Linked DNA regions of Mus musculus: all the other regions are linked to region 1. A link is a contact called in public Hi-C and promoter capture Hi-C data. All regions are on one chromosome and are shown on one strand. Each heading gives the region's core, a stretch centred on a gene start, on an enhancer-like site or on the middle of the called end of the contact. The rest is flanking DNA. Distances are from core to core; before and after follow the strand shown. Region 1 holds the start of Aacs (acetoacetyl-CoA synthetase). Region 2 holds the start of Vkorc1l1 (vitamin K epoxide reductase complex, subunit 1-like 1). Region 3 holds the start of Ppp1cc (protein phosphatase 1 catalytic subunit gamma). Region 4 holds the start of Fzd10os (frizzled class receptor 10, opposite strand).

Region 1 (3,404 bases), core at 560-3,059:
GGTGGGGTGAAGTGCCAGGTCTACCAAGCCCCACAGGAGCGCCAGATCAGGACTTCATCACTACTGGCAGAGGAAACAGATAATGTCCAGGCAGAAAATGGAGGGTGGAAAGTGGATGCAATCCCGACAATGATCCAGTTGGGTTAAGGTTCTTCTCCTATCTAACACCCACGAACTGACCAAGTAGAGCCTGCAAGCCCTGCAAGTGGCCAGGCAAGCATCTGTCTCCAGGTGAGAGGGATGGGAGGGAAGGTTCGGAGCCCTATTAGGGAAGAAAAAGAACCCTGTGGAAGCTCTACCTCCATCTCCTGGCTCTCCAGCAGCGGGGTGCAGGCGCATAAGCAACAAGGGACTGTGGACAGCCTGGAAGACCAGCAACACAAAAGACCTGCATTTGGAGATTACCCTCCAGCCAGCAAGGGGGTGCACCACGCATAGGGGGCGGGAGAAGGACAGCCAAGTGCTGCTGAGACACTAGGAAGAAGACTCAGAGGGCTGGTGCTCAGGGTGGGAAAAAGAAAAGATTCAGGAAGGATCCGGAGACAGATCCTGGGAGCCAAGACAGACATTGATGCCAACGGAGACAAGGGGATCCCTGCAATTAGAGGGGTAACGGAGGTGAAAATGAAGAAGACAATCAACCAACCAACTCGAACTGAAAACCCCAGGCAAACACCTGAGAAGGGGGGCAGAGCAGGTGGAGGGACTAAGCAAGCCCCATGGATCCCTGGGAACGGCATATGGACAAGAACCTCGCCTGCCAAGGGCCTCTGCCCCACCCATAATCACACAGACCAGGGTGGTGGCTGGAAGCAGGATCTGTTTAGAGCTGGGGTAAGAAAGGACTCTACCTTAATTAACTTTAAAGGAAGGAGGAGGAACGAACTCTGACCTTTTCAGGAACCTGAAATTTCAAGCTGGTCCCTAGCAAAAGGCAGATGGAGGGAGCCTGTCACATGAAACCCGTGAACTCAAAAAGAACTGCAGATAAGGCCCGAAGGAAGCCCCCAACGAATGGAAGTCAAGACCTCAGGAGACATTTCCCAAGCAGGCAAGCCTAGCAAAAGATCGGAGGAACCAGAGGGTGTCTGCCACTTCCAGAGGGTGACTCGCCTGCAGAAAGGGGGCCTCTACAGGCCAGGCGGTGATGCTTCCCAAAACAGTGAAGGAAACATCATCAGAAGACCAGCACCTCCTAGAGGAGGGCCCAGAGCCAGGGGGCTCCCCCAACCCAAAGACAGGGACACTAGCCATCCATCCATCAGAGGCCCACGGCAACATCTAGGAGAACCTCTCTAGAGGGGGACCCCCAAGGCAACGAGGATCCCCCAATCCCTGTGCCATTCATCAAGGTACCTAAGTAGGGAAAGGGAGGGACCTCCCTAGAGGGGTACCCCCAAAGCAGGGGGCTTCCCCGACTGTAAGACAGGAACACTGGTCGGATATCCATCCAACAGAGGCTTATCCCAACAGCTAGCAGGGACCTTCCTAGGGCGGTCCTCCCTGGAGGGAACAGCTTCCGGGAAGGCCCGTGACGGGGGGGGGTGCACTAGCCGCGTGCCCCGTACTCACCAAGCGCCAGGCCGCAGGCGGTACCCACGGCCGCCCGGAAGCGGTCCATCTGCGTGTCCTTCTTGCTGTCAGGCTCCCACATCACCTGGCACTCCATGATCTCCTCGCGCTCGAGCCGCGCCAGCTTGGACATGGTTGCGGAGCTGCGTGGCCGGGGCTGCCGGGCTTTGGCTGAGAGCGGAGAGCGCAAGGCGTGGAGCGGATCAGCGGTGCGCCGACGAACCACAGCGCGAGACTGAACCAGCGCCGGCGCGGCCTGTGGGACATCCGGCCTGGTCACACCCCCAGCAGCCTTCGCCACGCCTCCAGAAAGCCACGCCTCTTGAGACCACGCCCTCTTCTGTAACCCTCCGCCGCGCCGCGCCTGCAAAAGGTGCGCTTGCTGCCAAAAAGAGTGCCTCGCCTGCGCAGGCGCGATAAGCATGTTCCACGCCCTCACTTATTGCACAACTTACCGGGTGTTGCTCTGTTTACTTATTGCCCTCGTTCGTTCGTTCATTCATTCACTTATTCAAATTAAGTTGCTCCTCCAACACTCACTTTAGCTGCGGAGATGTCTTAAGCCTAAAACGCGTGCAGAAGACCTCTAAAATGCGTGTCCGTGTCGCGTGTGCTCACTCACAGGGATGCTGTAGCAGGGATACATGGGGTATATAATGTAACATAAGATACTGAGTGAGTGAGACCTCAAGTCTATCGTCAAGACTGAAAATAAAAGCGTTAAGCACAGGACATTCTGGGGCAAGCCTGAAACCCAGCACTTTAAAGACTAAGACAGGAGGATGACAGTAAGTTCCACTCCAGCATGGACCTCAAAGCAAAACCCTGTAATCGGAATACTTGGGAGGTAGAGGTGGGAGAGGCGTCTGGGCTTTAAGATTATTCTTGTAACAGAGTGAGTTCAAGACTAGCCGGGGCGCCGGGCGTGGTGGCGCACACCTTTCTTTAATCCCAGCACTTGGGAGGCAGAGGCAGGTGGATTTCTGAGTTCGAGGCCAGCAGAGAAACCCTGTCTCGAAAAACCAAAAAAAAAGAAAGAAAAGAAAAGAAAAGAAAAAGACTAGTCCGGGCAAACTTTAAAAAGCCATGTGTTAAAACTAAAAGAAAAGAGAGGGCTAGGGATGTGACTCCATGTTGCTCACAGTGGCTTGCAGGTGACAGAAGGGAGCTTTAGGAAATCTTGCAGGTTTCCGAACAAAGAGAGGAGTCAGTGTCCAGGGCCCCCCAAGCAAGAATACTGTGTCCTGTGGGGTGTGCACGTTCAACTAACTGAAAAGGCCCAGGTCTTTGAAAAGGCCCAGGTCTTTGGTACTATAGCCCTGGAGTAGCAAAGTCAGTGAACGAAACGGTAGCAGCTTAAGTTCGTCCTGGGGGAACATCAGAGATGCTGGCTTTGAATCTGGGGGAGAGCATCAGAAGGTTCCTACAGAGAGAACGCATGCTCAGATCCTACTATGATGAGAACCTTCTGGATGCTAATAGTCTTGTCAGTCCATTTGGTACTTTGCTGTCTACCCAGTGTCTAAAATAACTGAAAACAAGTTAATTTTCTTTCTCTCTTTGTGTGTGTGTGCACATATGCATGTGTGTGCATGGGGGTGGGGGGGCCCACGCTTGCGTTGGTGTGTTTGGAGTTGAGAAGTCAATCATGTCAGAAGTCAATCATGGGTGTCATTCCTCAGTTGACACCCACTTCATTTTTTGTTGTTGGTGGTGGTGGTGATGGTTTTTGTTTGGTTGGTTGGTTTTTTGGGATTGGTTGGTTTTTCTTTTGTGAGACAGGGCCTTCCTATGTATCTTCACTAGCCTGAAATTCACTCTGTAGACCAGGC
Region 2 (3,404 bases), core at 565-3,064, 4.5 Mb before region 1:
CCATAAGTGTGTGTGCTACCCCACTCCCAACATAAATATGTGCAATAGAAGCACGATACACTTAGTGGTTCTCAAGGTGTCTAGTCTAAAAGAAAGTCTAGGAGGCCTCAACCTGGATGCAAATAAAACTCCTGAGGGCTCTTCATCACAGATACATTCTGCACTATAAACTCAATGCATTTAAAAAAAAAAAACAAAACTGCTTAATGAGGCCATAATGACAACCATTTTTCTACTAAAAAGTTACAGGAATTCCACTTATAAGCACGAGCTAGCCTAGCCTAGCTGGTCTATGAAAAGGGCTAAGTGGGAAAGATCAACAGCCTTAAGTTTGCAGATAAGAAACTCCAACCCTAGCTTCTTCAAATACTCCTCCACCAATATGGAGGGCAAAATAAACTAGTGAGCTATATACATTTGTGTCTCCCTAGCATTTATCAAAAGGAGGGAATGTAGTGAAATGTTAAGCACTGTTAACAAACATCAAAATATTAGGGGTAGGACTCTCTATTAAAATGTCAAACTATCTATTCTGCAATAATTCTTTTCACTTTTGCTGGTTTTGATGACTGCTATCAGTTTTTTAAAAAGCCTTTTTTAAAAGTGTAAAATACTTTTTTCTAAGAAAAAAAGCTAGCACACTACATAAAATGTTAACAGGAAAAAAAATCGATGGTATTTTCAAGAAACAAAAAATTGTTTAAATAAACCTGCTTAGCAAAGTTTCGTAAATCTAATCTCTTGCGGATTATTCCGCTAATACTAATCAGCAACATGTAAAAGTCATTCTAAGTCACCCACGGTGGTGCATGCTTGTATTTCCCTACTCAAAAGACTGAGGCAGGGGAATAGCTGTAGAGGTTATAGTCCGATGAGTTTCAGGCCAGTGTGGGTCACAACTCAGATCCTTTCATAAAATAACAGTCATCGTAGTACCTAAAATATCACTATACACAAGGTACTCATCGTTTACTCTAAACTTAAAGTAGACCCGAACTCTGGCCATTTTCCCCCTGCTGGGCACACTTCGTGAAATACACAAGGGAGAAAAATCCAAGAAATCAGATAGGGTTAAGTGCTGGTACCTTCCTCTTCCAGAGTAGGGTCAAATGCGTGTCTACCCGCAAATGTCACTGTCGCCTCCAGAAGGCTGCCAATTCTCCTTAACTCTGAGTACAAAGAGGCCTGAGCACCGAAAACACCTGTCCCGAACAACCCAGAGGATAGTGATAAAAGCCACCGGACATATAGCCCCGGGGTAGCAGAGGTCCCAAGACCCCGGGGATGAATGCTGGCTTCGCCGATCTCTGCATCGGGGGTCTTCACACGCCTCTCTCGGCGACAACAGGGAGAAAAGTCACACCGGCCAGGACGCGCCCGCGCCCTCCCGGCTGCACTGTGCCACCTCATCCCGGAGGCCTGCCCTCAGCCGCCGCCCCCCGGTCACCGCCGTCCGGGTCGCGGCCCGGGCCCCGCTCTCTCAGGCCGGAGCTCCCCGCGCGCTCCCCGCCCCCCGCCGCCGCCCGCGTCGCGCTCCCCTCACTCAAGCCGGGCTACCTGGAGGCCAGGGCGGCGGAGCACTTCACCCAGGGCCCCAGGTCGCAGAGGGCCCGGTGCTCCGGGTCCCTCTCCTTCTCCCGCTCCACGTGGTAGGCGTAGATGGAGAGCAGGATCCCGGCGGCGCACACTGCATACCGGGCCACCCGTTCCCAACGCGGCACCGACACTCTCAGCAGGACGGGCGCCGCCATCTTCCCCCCTCCGCCGCCGCCGCCGCCTCCCTCCGCCTCCACCTCAGACGCCGCCGCCCGTCGGGGCCCGACCCAGCCGCCGCCGCTGCCGCCACCGCCTCCGCCGCCGCCGCCGCCGCCGCCACCACCGCCGCGCCCCATTGGCTCGGTCGCCTCCTCCGGGCCCCGCCCCCACAGGCGCGCGGCCCAACCGCCCCGAGAGGAGTGAGGCGGACTGGGCGGGGAAGGCGCGCGCGGACACAGAGGGAGGGGCGGAGCGCGCAACCGCCAGGGAGGCGGTGCGGCGCATGCGGAGGGCGGGGTCTGAAAGAGGGAAGGGCTTGAGGAGGGGCGGAGCTTGACCAGAATTGGGGCGGAGCGAGAAAGCCGCTCATAAGTGTGGAGGGAGGAGGCGGAGCGCGCAACAGCGGGGAGGTGGTGCGGCGCATGCGGAGGGCGTGGCTGACGGTGGGCGTGGTTTGATTTTAAAGGGGCGGGTGGGAAAACCGCGCGCGGGCGGGGAAGAGGCGGAGGTTGTAAGCAGCCAGGGTTGCGTGGCGCAAGTGAAGGGTGGTGCTGAGAAATGGGGTTCGTTACACTGGAGGGCGCGGTCAGAAGGGAGGCGGAACAAGGTGGGGCGGGAGCGAAGGGAAGGGGCGGAGCGCAAAAACTCTGGTGTGCTGGATGGGGCAGGGGCGTGACCAGGAAGGATGAGGGGTGTGGCCTAGGAAAGGGGTGAGGCGAGAGGTGGTTTGGCTTAATCTTAGGGTCTGTTACAAGGGATCGATTTCAAAGATACTACTACAATGCTTGACTGGGCAAGCCCTTGGCTCCTGGTAGCAATCAGTTGCCTTTCTGCACACACACACATTTCCGTCGTTATCACTTGATATTTCTTATCCAATCCAAATTGTCCCTGACCAATGGCTCCAGAGCTCCAGAGACACGTTTGTGTGACATGATCTTCCCCAGGCACCACCTCCAGGCGTCTTGTGTTCAACATGTGAGAAACTTTTTTCTTAAATGCGCAAAACTATTTTTACATTTAAAAAAACCTATTTTTAAATGGGTTCATGAATACTTCTCTATAATTTGGATTTGATGTGGCTTTAACATAATCCATACTAAAAGGATAAAAATGAACTTTAAAAAAAAAGCTCAAAAACTTGGAAAAAGGGAAATCAGAAGAAAACGAAACGTGAGGAGGTCATAGAGGCTTGCAAAATTGTTAAAATTGAGCCATAACTGATTCTGAGCTTCCTTGCTGTCAAAACTGGACAGGAAAACCCATGTAAGGATATCTGTGTCTACAAAGAAACAAGCTGTTGATGGAGATTGCTAGCTTTTGCTTCAATGCAGCTCTTAGGCTTTGGGGGCATCACCTAGTGATTTTGATTAATAAGTAATGTTCTTCAATTAATTATACAATGTTGGATAACAAATCACCCCAATTTTTTGCAGCTTTAAGCAAGCTAATAAACTGGGTGTCTGTTTGTTTTGTTTGGGGTTTTTTTTTTTTCATTTTCTCTGCGTCAGGAATCTTCCGGCTCAGTCTCTCCACCTTTCCCTCTCTCTTTCTCTTCCTCTCTACCTTGGATCAAATTAAGATGTGAGGCATGGCTGTAGTCATCTCAAACCCTGAGAGTCCTCTTTCAGGTTCTCTCCTATGGCAGT
Region 3 (3,404 bases), core at 557-3,056, 3.3 Mb after region 1:
TGATCCCCAGAATCCACACAAAGACGCCCAACTACCCTCTAACCTCCTCACGTGTGCTTTGGTCTGTATGTATGCACACACTGCATAGGAAAAAAATAAGTCAGGCTGAGTGGCCTATAAAATCTAGTATGTGAGACGAAGCAGAAGGATCAGAAGGTTAACTCAGCTCTGGCCCCTGAGAGAGACCCTGTAATAAAAGGAGGCATGGTAATAAAAATGCCTTTAATTGGGGAGGGAGAGGAAGAAGGATCTGTGAGTTTGAGGCTAGCCTGGTCTACACAAAGAGTGCCAGGATAACCACGACTGGAGAGACCATGTTTTAATGAAACCAAAGCCAAGAAACCCTATGTAAACAAAACATTAAAGAGGAGGCAATGCTCTGGGCAGTGGTGGCCCAAGCCTTTAATCCGTGCCCTAGGGAGGCAGAGGCAGGCGGATTTCTGAGTTTGAGGCCAGCCTGCTCTACAGAGTGAGTTCCAGGACAGCCCCAGGACCATACTGAGAAACCCTGTCTTGAAAAACACCCCCCCGCCCCCCGGGGAAATGCCCAGATTTTAAAAAGACACCTTTTCCCTTTTCTGTCAGTGATTTACTTGAAGACATCTACCACCAGAATTGCGCAGCTGTCCACCACTCCAAAAGTATTTTGGGCCAAAGCAAGCTAGTGTCAAGAGCCCAAATCAAGGTTACTGGATCTTCTCCTCTTTAGCTTCAGCGGATGTTGTGGGATCTGTGATTAGCAGGATCCAGACCTATGTCAAATTTGAAATCTCCAAAGTAGGAAACCACACGGCAGAAACCCCCAAGTCGGACAAAAGGAAAGCTGGGTTTTTGTTTTTGAACCTCTCCTCAACCACTGGACATCCTGGGTTCCCACGGGGTGAACAGTTGGAAGGCGGCAGGTTCTCTCTAGGTTCCTAGCTACCCCGGGGTTTGAAACCTGACTTTTAACTGTTAATTCTTGGTCCAGCGAGGTCTTGGGAGTTTCTCTTGCGAAACCCACTTCCAGGATAATAACAACACAGCACCTACCTGGCGGGTGCTCGCTGAACGCGGCAGCGTCCCCCTGTCCTCAGGGACACAACAATCTGATGATCAGAGAGAGCCACACTGTCACCCGGACTGGGTCCGTGTGCGGATGCACGTTCAAGGGGGAAAGAACGCTGGAGGATGGATGGCTTTGAGGGGAGGGTGGAGGGGGTAGGAAAATGCAGGAGACGGACTCTCATCGCACTGGGACGTCGTCCTGCCAAGCCAAGTCCCTCTGATGAGTCCTTGGACTCCAGATGATAAATGTGAAAGCAAGGACAGGGGAGTGATAAAAAATAATGGGGTCCCCAAACCCGGAGGCGCTTGTATGCGCGCCCCAGATCCAAAGCGGCTTCCGAGAAAAGACCGGCCCCTCCACTGGGCCTGATCCCCCACCGGCCGGGCCTGCCCCGCCACCCACCCGCGCGCCGCTCACCTTCCAGCAGCCGTTGGATGATGCTGTCGATGTTGAGTTTGTCGATATCCGCCATCGCCGTCCCGCCGCCGACCCTCCCGCAGCAGCAGCAGCAGCAGCGGCGCCGCCGCCCGCTCGCCCCGGGGTCTCACTCGTCCTCCTTCCTCACGCCACGAGCCCCACGAGCGGTGGTGGCGGCGGCGGCGGTGGCAGCAGCAGCCGCGGCGGGTCCACCCCCCCCAGCCGCCCCGCTCCGCTCCGGGCTTCCTCCTCCTCTCGCCACTGGGAACCACGAGAAGAACAAGATGGCCGCCGACTCCTCAGGCCAGCCTCGGGCGGCGCACGGATGCGCGCGCGGGAGTGCAGCGGCCCGGCCGGGACTTCTTTACGGGCCCATAGAGCGCGCGGGAAGGGGGCGGGGCCGGCGCCGGGAAGGGGCGGGGTTTGAGCGCGTAGGGCGGGGGTGGGGCGGAGCCCGGGCGGAGACGGTTGAGCGCGACTCCGCCACCGCGCGCGGGATCCTTCCGCCAAACGGGCGGGGGAAATAGACCCCCTGTGGCGGGAGAGGGAAGTTGTGAAGTTGGCGCGCGCAAGTTGAAGGTGGACTTTGTCAGTCTGCTGCGCGCTGCGAGGCTCACCAGCTCCTTCCGGCTCTGCTGCTTGGGGACAGAAGTCTGACCGACATGGCGGGGTGGGAGTTCAACACTGAATCACCCCTCGGAGCCAATCTGGGGTGGGGTTGCTTGCCTGTGGAGAATCATAAAGAGGAGGAGGTTGGAACGTTGGGGATTCAAATACTCTGGCACATTGGTGAACAAGAAGAGCTAGATATACGGCTCCGTGGTGAGAATGCTTGTCGAGTATGTGTGAGACCTTGGGTTCAATTCCCAGCACTGGCAAAATTTCATAATACTGCAATAAAGCATCTACGATACAATATTTGGAAAAAAGAAGCCCCCAAGATAAGCCAAAAAAATGTTAATCCACTGTGAGTGGCACATTAAGTAATTTGTGTGAGCTTCTTGTGTGCGCTAATGCTCTTTTACATTTTAGAGAGAGGTTGGGAGAATTCTGTAAGGGTTGCTACTACCTATCTTTTGAATTATCTTTCTTGAACTCAGAAAGTTATATAATAATTTAAGAGATTTCCCCTGTATTTAGCCGGAGCTGGGTTGAATGAGCGTGCCGGAGCAGATAAAATGGGAATTTGCACATTTCCTGGGAGGTTGCTGTGCGTGCGCTCTGGGCCTCAGCGCATTCATCTGCTGCTTGCCTCTAGCTTCCTTGACTCCCCAGGGGCACCCCTTCACCTGAGGGGTCCCCAACTCTGCTGCCTCGCAGGCTAGCTGCCTATGGAAGAAAAATGCACACCCATCTGACCCATTTATCTCTTCCCAGTAGCACGCCAGAAAATTTACAAAATGTTCTCCCCCAGCCCCACCTCCAGTTCATGTTTCTCAAAGCAAGAGGGATGGATCTGAGGATTCCTTTCCATGAATGCCTTGCAAGGTTGTCTCCCCATAGAGAGACTCATTTTCTACAAGCTCTGTCTTCCCGTGGCCCCGCAGCATGGTGTGTGATGCACCCATCTAGATCTGAGCCCTTTTCCTGATGCTAGCCCCCGACAGTGGGGTTTCAGGATTCTCCCCAGCTCTCCTCAGCCCTCTGCTCCACTTTGCCCACTCACCAACTCATTGTCCCAAGCTATGGTTTTGCACACCATTACACAAATGGTCATTCATCACCCCAAGGCAGCTGGTGCACCAGGCTTCTTGACATCCTGGGGTCGATGCTAAGCCCTGCTGTGAATCTGTGGAGGTCAATGTGGTCTTCACTGAGTTTTTGGAATCTTGGACTCCCTCCAGGGCAGGGTAGCTTCCCAGGGACACCATAGGGCCAGGGATATGTAAGACTGATTCACAAGGAGTGTCTATTCTGGGTGGAGCAGGTTGAGCAAGAC
Region 4 (3,404 bases), core at 462-2,961, 3.1 Mb before region 1:
CATTGACATCCATGCTGCCCACATAACACACACCAGTGAGCTCATCCCCTGCCACCCTGCGCATCACCAAGATCAAGATAGTCTTCACAGCCGGGATGGCCCAAGCTGCCAGGTGAAAGTAGCTGCTGTTGGCTTCAATGGCCTCATGGCCCCACTTCTTTCCAGCAGCCAGGAACCAAGTGAGGGTGAGGACCACCCACCATAAAGAGCTGGCCATGCCGAAGTAGTAAAGTACCAAGAAGACTAAGGTACAGCCCGTGCTCTCCAGTCCTTCCTGGATAACATACAGCTGCCCACTGTCCCGGTCACAAGCGATGCTCTCCGCGCCCGCGAAGAGGCGGATGATATAGCCCACCGAATAAACGCAGTAGCACATGGAGAGGAAGATGATAGGACGTTCGGGGTACCTGAAGCGCGATGGGTCGATGAGGAAGGTGAGCACGGTGAAGGCGCTGGAGAAGAAGCACAGCACGGACCAGATGGCCAGCCAGACCACAGCGAAGCGCTTGTCGTCGCGGCTCCAATACACATCCACCCCCGGAGTGCAAAGCGGTGCGCAAGATTCGCTCTTCTCCACATGGTGGAACTTGCCTGGGTTGTCACAACCTGCGCGCCCCGGACCCCCGTCCTTTAGTGGGTGCTCCTGCGCGCTGTGGGGCCTCTGGGGCCTGAAGAGCGGAGGAAACATGCCAGAGCCCCGGCTGGGCTCATCCGAGCCGTTGTTGGGTGCCTCCATGCACAGGTAGTTGGGGTCGTTCTTGTTGGGGAGCTTGCTGCAATCCAGGGAGTCCGGCCACCTGAATTTGAACTGCTCCATGATCGGCGAGCACTTGAGCCGGGCCTGCTCGCACATGACCCGGCAAGCAGGGATGGGTGTGGAGACCTGCTCGGTGCACATGGGCGCGTACAGCGAACACAGGAAGAAGCGAAGGTGGCTGTGGCAGCCGTACTCCACGAGCGGCGCGAACTCGTGCAGTTGGATGGCCGCCTCGCGCTGGTTCTCGTGACCCATCAGGTTGGGCATGCGGGTGGTGTTGTAGCCGATGTCCTTGCACATGGGAATCTCCACCGGCTGGCACTTGCCGTCTCCAGGGCGCTCTAAGTCCATGGAGCTGATGGCCGTGCACGAGCCTATCATCACCTGCAGCACCAGCCACAGGCGCGGGCCCGGGTGTTGCATGGTGGCGCCCTCAATGTCCCAGCGCCGCTCAGGGCCGCCGCTCCCGGGCACGGGCTGTTGCTGCTGCCCGCGGCTCCGCGCCCCGGCTCGGGCCCCCGCGCATGCCCATCCAGTCTGGCCGGAGCGCTCGCGGCGCCCGGGGCCACCGCGGTGGGCGCGCGGCCTCAGCGGAGTCGGGGGGCGGCGGGGGAGGGGAGCGAAGTTTGCAAACAATACGGCGGAGCGAGCGCCGCTCAGCGCGCAAACTTTGGCCTCTTCTTCCGGGCGCGGGCGATCGCGGACCGCGGTGGGGCAGCGCGGGCACACCGTGGCCCTGGGCCCTGGAGCTCCTCCCTCCCGGCGCCCGCAGCTGCTTCCAGCACGGCGTCCCGGGATGAGAAGACTTGCAAAGAGGCAAAGAGTAGCAAAGAGGGAAAAAAAAAAAAAAAAAAAGCAAAGCCGATTGGTGACAGGCCCCGCCTCCGCCCGCCGCCCCGCCCCGCTGCTGCTTTGCATCAGAAAGCCTTGCGCCCCGGGCAGCCTCCGCCCTCAGCCCCAGCTTGGGGCTGGACCCCAGCCTCCAGCCTCACCTCCTGCCGGCCTCTCTGCTTGCCCTCCCCGCCCCAGAGGGGGGGTGGGAGGCCTTGAGATTGTCCCCGGTACCCCAAGGACGCCGAGGTTACGGGAAGTTTGGGGACTCGGGTAAGGGTGGTCCTCACCCGGGGTTGGGGGCTGGGGACGCATCTTCTACTTTTACGACCGGGCCCTGGCGGAGGGCACTTTCAAAGAGACACGGGATTTGCGTTTTATGACCGTGCTCATAAAAAAGTGGCCCCTCGGCTTGTAAAGCTGCCCGCATCTTCCCGAAGCCGGGGGTTTGCTGCCCGGGGCGCGGAGCTCGGACTCCGGGGAGGGGCTGCCTTTGAAATTTCAAAAGGGCCGAGTGCAGGGGAGGGGGAGGGGACTTGGGAAGCCGGAGTTTAGGGCCTCTTCTGCAAGGTCTACTCAAAGAAAGAAGGGAGGGGGCGGGGAGGAGACTTTCCGGGCCGCTGACACCCCGCACCCCGAGAAGAGGGGCTTGGCTTGAATCGTGGTGACCCTTGCCCCGCCAAGGCCACCGTGTTGGGGACCATCGCGCCAAGCCGGCTGGTGGTTTCTCCAAGCGGCTGAGTTTATTTATTATAGGAAGTTGTGTATTTATATTATTTGGCGAAAGATGTGCTCGGCCTGCGTCCTCCTGGGAGGCGGAGGCTGAGCCCCGGCCTACACGCGCACGGCTGGTTCCCACGCAGAGTGGTGGGGCCTCTCCGTGCCTTGCTATGCTGGCTCCTGCCCCTTGGTTGGTTTTGGGCTAATCTGTGATAAGGACACAGAGCTTCAACCTCCTTCCCCCGCACAGGGAGTGAGTGCACCATGGGAGCCCACCGCAGTCCTTAGATGTCCGAGAGATCTGGGGTGCGGCACCTGTCGCGGACTCTTGGCTTTGGATAAACAGCCCTCAGGGCGGTGGCCCACTCTCTCCTTAGACCCCACCCCACCCCCATTCAGGTCTGCGTTTTAAGTGTCTGGGAAACTACCAGGACCTCCAGTGCGGACTCCCCCAACTGCATAGGTGCAGCTAAGTCCCCTGCTCATCTTTCGGCCAGTCAGTCTTGCGCACCCCAGGGCCGAGTTGGGTGCACAGATGCCTGGAAGCCTTCAGTGGCTCCAGCCAAGCCAGGAACGAGGCTACCCAGGACCCCTCCTCCCCGCCCTGCCTTGCGCTTCCTGCAGAGGATCGACTTCTAATTAAAACAAGGCTTCAGCGTCCCATCTGCAGGGAGTTCTTCCTCTTTACCCCCCTTTCATTTGTCAGACATAGCGGACAGACCTGAGGCTGGGACACTCCCAGGACCTGCTGAGTCCTGGGGGTGGGGGGCGGAGGGGTGTGCACAGGCTCATGCCTCACCTTTAGATCCCCTGGTCCCCTCTGCCTTTCACGGGAGGAAGTTGGATCCGTGGAAACAGCGGTCCGGAAGACTGAGGTTAACACAGTCAGAATCACCACCCACCACCGTGTTAGTGACCCAAGAAAAACCTGCGGTGTGGTGAACGCTTGCGGCTTGGATAAGGATGGTTTACTTAGATATTTATAGTTTAGTACGCTGTTTCCAAAACCTTTTAAGTCAGGTAAGATTCTTGGGCTATCGCTTAGCTTTAAGACAGACTAGTTTGCAAGGGGTCCTTCCTGACACTTTTGCCTTCC

What was found. Promoter capture Hi-C pulls out the DNA fragments that hold promoters and counts their contacts. A called contact is a pair of places that touch in the nucleus more often than the background predicts.
Region 2: a Hi-C map of CD4 T cells shows a contact between it and region 1, with 4 times the contacts expected there. The contact joins the promoter of Vkorc1l1 here to the promoter of Aacs in region 1. A contact is called at or near these places in 1 of 39 promoter capture datasets (cranial neural crest) and 1 of 484 Hi-C or Micro-C datasets (CD4 T cells).
Region 3: a contact with region 1 is called in a Hi-C map of muscle stem cells, with 4 times the contacts expected there. The contact joins the promoter of Ppp1cc here to the promoter of Aacs in region 1.
Region 4: a contact with region 1 is called in a promoter capture Hi-C map of cranial neural crest. The contact joins the promoter of Fzd10os here to the promoter of Aacs in region 1.

Annotation. Positions count from the first base shown.
Region 1 is chr5:125,474,278-125,477,681 of GRCm38.p6, reverse strand. Aacs (acetoacetyl-CoA synthetase) reads right to left here and starts at 1,809. Exons shown (of 18, transcript NM_030210.2): 1 at 1,573-1,809. The coding sequence starts at 1,705.
Region 2 is chr5:129,940,519-129,943,922 of GRCm38.p6, reverse strand. Vkorc1l1 (vitamin K epoxide reductase complex, subunit 1-like 1) reads right to left here and starts at 1,814. Exons shown (of 3, transcript NM_027121.4): 1 at 1,558-1,814. The coding sequence starts at 1,751.
Region 3 is chr5:122,156,677-122,160,080 of GRCm38.p6, reverse strand. Ppp1cc (protein phosphatase 1 catalytic subunit gamma) reads right to left here and starts at 1,806. Exons shown (of 7, transcript NM_013636.4): 1 at 1,466-1,806. The coding sequence starts at 1,520.
Region 4 is chr5:128,598,994-128,602,397 of GRCm38.p6, reverse strand. Fzd10os (frizzled class receptor 10, opposite strand) reads left to right here and starts at 1,711. Exons shown (of 6, transcript NR_015517.2): 1 at 1,711-1,861. Fzd10 (frizzled class receptor 10) reads right to left here and starts at 1,292. Exons shown (of 1, transcript NM_175284.3): 1 at 1-1,292. The coding sequence starts at 1,180.